2 separate regions of the Triticum aestivum genome follow, and region 2 is linked to region 1. Evidence: chromatin contacts called from public Hi-C data. All regions are on one chromosome and are shown on one strand. Each heading gives the region's core, a stretch centred on a gene start, on an enhancer-like site or on the middle of the called end of the contact. The rest is flanking DNA. Distances are from core to core; before and after follow the strand shown.

Region 1 (2,700 bases), core at 167-2,666:
AAATCTATATGAACTCAAAATTATCTCTACACTTTATCATGAATTTGTGAACTCAAAATATATGACTGTGTGATGATGTTTTGATGTGTTGTTGTTTACGAGAAAGTGATGTTGTTTATTAAATATGATGTTGTTTATGATGTGTTGGTGCTTAAAAGAGTGTTGTTGTTGTTATAATCTATTGTTGTTTATAGATTATAATTATATGTTGTTTTTATGACTATGAGTAGTTCAAACTGATGCTTTGCAAACATGGGTAATTTTACCCATGGGTACCAAGGTACCCTGTCGGGTAACGGGTATGAGAAAAAAACATACCCATTGATGAGTATGGGTAAGGGTGATGGGTAAGCTCAGAGGGGATGTGTAAGGGTATGGGGTGGCTCCACCCGTACCCAAACCATGCGGGTGCCATCCCTAGCTCCAAATCGCGCGGCGACCGAGCAGATTCGAGGCATTGGGCTCCGCCGCCGCCGGCGTCGGGGTGGGGTTAGGGTGGGGGAGGGAGGCCAGATGCTAGAGGACAGCGACGGAGGAGCTCAAATCGAGCAGCGGCGGAAAAGCGGTGGATGCGACCGATTTGCAGGCAGCGGAAATGTGGCGGAACCAGCGGCGTTGGGGGTGGGGAGGCCGAATTTGGCGATGTGGTGCGGAGGGAGTCAAGGAGGTGGTCGCGCGGTGGGGAGTGGAGGGGGGGGGGAGGGGGGACGGTTGGGCGTTCGCGGGTGGCCGTCAGTTTTACTTCTAGGGTGTTAGGTGATGTATATTTGCATCACTTGGTGATGCATTTTACATCCGATGTAAATCCAGATGTAATAAAATACACATCTACATCATTCGTTGGAGAGACGTTTTTAGTCCAAATGATGCATATTTCGGTTATTTTTACATCTACATCATCTATTAGTGATGGAACTCTCAAGAGATGAAACCAAAGCTAATGAATTGAAAAAGGAGTTTGGGGCACATGCTCCCAAGCACTACTCCCCCGCTTGAAGATCATGCACGCATGATTTGCGTACCCTCGAAAAGAAAAAGATCATGCACGCATGACTCACACAGACATTCCTCGAGGCGGCAAGAAATGTGCGTTCCTAGCGCCAGCAGTGGTCCGGTTCGTTGATCCTTCGCCACCCTTCTCCTCCCCCCACCGGCCGCTAGCTAGCCACGGCACTGATCACGGCATCTTCTCGCCCACTTTTCGAGTAGACAACTACTGGCACTTTCATCGGCGCAGTCCTTTTCCTACCAGAACAAAAGCCAAAACAAACCACTGTGCACACCACACACACAGACACGTGGGGCATCACCGAAAGGCAGGCCCACAGGTCATCCATCCCTTCACGCTTCAGTCCGGGACCACCTCCGCCGCGCGGCGCAGGCAGCCCGTCCACGTGGGGACGGAGGCGGTCCACCTGTCGGCGTGCCGGCGCGGAGTCTTTATTTACCCGTCCCGTGCGGCCCTCACTCTTGTGTGCCATCACTCCCATCGCCTCCCCTCTTTTCCTCGCTCGCCGTTCCCCGTGAAGTGATTGGCAGATTGCTTCTCCCTCCGCCGGGATCTCTCCGTCTCCATGGCTGCGATGTGCAGGGCCGCCGCGAGGCAGCTCGTCGACCGGGCCGTCGGATCCAGGGCCGCGCACGTAAGTTTTTTCTCGCTCGGTTTGCTTCCTGCAAGTTTCGGTTGCTGAAGAAGTGCTGCGGTTGGCTGACGGGACTCTGAGGAATGCCGTGTTTTGATTTCTGTCTTCCCGTTGTGCAGACGTCCGCGGGCAGCAAGAAGATCGTGGGCGTGTTCTACCAGGCCGGCGAGTACGCCGACAAGAACCCCAACTTCGTCGGCTGTGTTGAGGGGGCCCTCGGCATACGCGACTGGCTCGAGTCCAAGGGGCATCACTACATTGTCACCGACGACAAGGAGGGGTTGAACAGCGGTGGGTACCCAAAATCATACCCAATTCTTCTCATGCTTTTTGATTTTCCTATAATTTATTATTATTTTGTTAACGATTCTGTAATGCAATTCATGTGCTTCTTTCTGTGAACAATTTGTGAATATATTGTTCTATACATCAGATACAGATCTCAAAACGCTAAACGTAGTGAACTTGGCAGGACTTGTCAAAACCTGTATCGAACTCTTTACTGAACAGATATGTAGTAGTGTTTTACTGAACAGATATATATCAATTCTGAATTATCTGGGTTACTGTGTAGTCTATAATGCTATGAGTAATCCGACTGCCCTGTGTTTTAGCTGATGACAGCGAAGAGTAATTTTTATATGTTCCGTGTGAAATGGGGAGATTTGCTCCCTATTTGGCTAAGCAGCGTATTTTGAAAGAACACAAATCTTGAATAAGCGGCCGTGTTCATGTGAGCTTTGCTGCAGGATCAATTCAAATGCTTATATATATTCCAATCTAGCTTGTATGTTTGAACCCTGTGTGAGTAAGGTGAAATTAATATGATAATTATCTTCTTAGATGGTTTTATATCTCTGATTGTTGTTTTCTTGACTCTTAACATGTGAATAAATGATTGCTGTTCTTGTCCCCAGAGCTGGAGAAGCACATTGAAGACATGCATGTTCTGATAACCACCCCATTCCACCCAGCCTATGTTACTGCAGAGAGGATCAAGAAGGCAAAGAACCTCGAGCTGCTTCTCACAGCTGGGATTGGCTCAGACCATATTGAT
Region 2 (2,700 bases), core at 59-2,558, 450 kb before region 1:
GGATCAGTTGGAAATCCCCTTTCACGTGGTGCACGCTCCATGGTCCAAACTTATAGAACGTCACAAGTAACAGCAACAATCTTACGGTTTACATAGAACTGGAGCACGGAAGGCGGTGTCAAGAACACCATATAGGTGTGCCCAAGAAGAACCATCAGCATGGTTACGTCTGCAGATGAATGCATGGACGTTGTATGATTCTTTATTTCATATTGTCAATCTCAAACGGCCTTTGGTCCAAGGGCAAATATAGGCTAAACGATAATGAAGCAGATACCACAACGCCACCCAAGCTGGCTCACACCAAGTGCACCATTATAAGCTGCAAAACAAAGAATAGGAAGTCTTCAACATTGTGAACACACGTATGGAGGATATAGGCTAACTGCAGAGTATAGATCAGCATAGCACAAACATAAAATGACCATTTTAGGAGATGCCCAAACCCAACAAATGTGACCAACAAGCAGCACGAGAAAGCACACTGAAACCAGGAAAGCAAAGTCCACAGCTCCATAGCCATAGAGTAAGCTCTAGTAGACACACAGGAATCATGAATTATACCATCCCTAGTGAAACGGGGAGTTCTTTCAGTCCAGCATTGGCAACCTGGAGTAAGCATGAAAAAATATACCCTAGCATCCAGAGTCTAACTCGAGACAGGTGCGCAAAGCTCAAGCGAAGCTTATCAAGCTCAGGCCCCTCAAATCGAACCAAAATCGCTAGCACGCGCTTAGTTCATCATGGTAGCGTAGCGACGCTGATTAGCTGGGGCCGCAAGGGCAACAGGCTTCAATCCGGCGAACCACTTGTCCGCTAGCAGCAACCGAATCACCACGCCATAAGCTACGATGACCAATCGACCGGTTTGGAGTAGCTAGTAGCTACCAACCCTAAAGATCGAGCTGCCGGGAAGCTTCGCCGCGACGGTACGAGACCGAACAGAGGGTAACCCGGGCAGCAGCGTTACCTGGAGAGCGCGCCGGCGGTGGTTCGAGGGGCGGATCGCCACCGGACGAAGGGGCTGCGGCGCCGAGACGGCGGTGGCAGATCTCGCGGGGGAGGAGCTCTCGCGAATCTAGGAGCCGTGCTCGTGGACGGACGCGCAGCAGGACGGATCTGGACGGCGGAGGAGGAGACGACTGTGGCGCAGCAGTAGGAGGAGGGCGGCGGCGATTGGGAGGAGCAGGGCAGGGAGCGTAACGGGCCGGGGGAAGACGAAGGGAAGGAGGAGAAGGTGGAGTAGTGGTCTTGCTGGAGATTTTCTGTGGCTGCTGCGTATTTTTGGCTGGGGTTTCCGGTGGAATAAAAACTGATTAATGGGCAGATGGATTTGGTTTGTTTTCGATGTGCATGTGGCATGTGGTCGGTAGCCAAAGATCCTGATTCCCTGTTTCTCGTGGTCGACGGCGCACGGCGGGTGCCTGTGCCGGAGGCGCAAAAGGGATACGGTTTCAAAAGGTTCTTTCCCTTCTACCCTTTTCGAGGATCAAAGAGTTTTTTTTTACATGGGATCAAAGAGTTCTTCTCCAAACGAACTAAGATCTCTTTTTCTACCCACAATCTAAGGGATTGTTTTTTATTTTCTTTTGAAGAATATCCAAGGGGTTGTTTGGATGCGTGGAACGTAGAGAATCCGTTCTATATAAAACAGACAAAGATTGCCTCATCTATCAATTAAGAAGAAGAGAATTGCCCAGTTAATTACGGAAAACCGGGCGAAAACCGGAACAACAAGGGCCAAGCCCACACCCAAAGACTGAAACACACAGGGCAAAGTCCACCCTAATCGACGATATGTCGACCTACGGCCAGACAACGCAGCTCCGACTCTGACGGAGAACTCAAAAGAACAAAACCAGGCACGGCTGGCGCCACGGAAGATCACCGAACGGACCACCTGCAGCCAGTCATCGTACACCACAGGGCCCTGCCACCGCAGCTTCGACTCCACAGCAACAAACAAACCGAGGCAATACCGTGAACACGCCGGAGAAGAGCCGACTACCGCAACCGTTGCCACGTTGTCGACATCGCTCCCACCATCATCGTTGCCACAGAAGTTTGGTCGCCACAGTGATTCTCTCGGGGCCGCCGCCCCGACATCCACCGCTCCGTCGCGCCCAGCGCAATCAACCGGCACCGCCTTCCGGGGCCGCCGCCCCGACATACCACCGCTCCCCCAGAGCAGCAACGCCGCACAACCCAGCTGCCCGCAGCCCACGCTGCTCAGGGCAACCGTTCGCAGACCACGAACGTCGCACCACATCCGGGGCCGCCGCCCCGACGTAAAGTCAGATCGCCCCCTCTGGAGCGCATCGACCGAGCCGACACCCCTACCGCCCAAGCGGGACAAGGATGCCACCCAACCAATGCCGAGATTGAGCCCCGCCACATAGAGCTGTCACTCACATTGTTCCCGAGATCGCCATCTCGGCGCACAATCAGAAACCACCCGGAGCCGCCGCTCCGACGTCCACTGTCCCCGACGACGAAGAGATCCGTGCAAACTGCAGTATGTTGACTCTCCAAGGCGATGCCTCAAAGAAGGAAACGACGTAGCCGCCGTCATCGCCCGCTTCGACCATCCAAAGCTAGGGATTTCTCCCGGAGAGTCGTGCAATGGAGCTCCACGGCAACGCCTTCAAGAAGGGAAACGGCGCCATGGCGCCGCCGTTGCCGGTGCTGGACTTTCGCCCG

What was found. Hi-C and Micro-C count contacts between places; a contact is called where the count stands out from the background.
Region 2: a contact with region 1 is called in a Hi-C map of leaf, with 8 times the contacts expected there. The contact joins the promoter of LOC123155993 here to the promoter of LOC543428 in region 1. A contact is called at or near these places in 4 of 5 Hi-C or Micro-C datasets (leaf and an unstated tissue).

What each region holds. Positions count from the first base shown.
Region 1 is chr7B:170,874,875-170,877,574 of IWGSC CS RefSeq v2.1, reverse strand. It overlaps LOC543428 (formate dehydrogenase, mitochondrial), which reads left to right and starts at 1,416. Exons shown (of 6, transcript XM_044575573.1): 1 at 1,416-1,643; 2 at 1,763-1,934; 3 at 2,561-2,700. The coding sequence starts at 1,575.
Region 2 is chr7B:171,328,450-171,331,149 of IWGSC CS RefSeq v2.1, reverse strand. LOC123155993 (serine/threonine-protein kinase BLUS1) reads right to left here and starts at 1,308. Exons shown (of 20, transcript XM_044574167.1): 1 at 971-1,308; 2 at 1-322. The coding sequence starts at 41.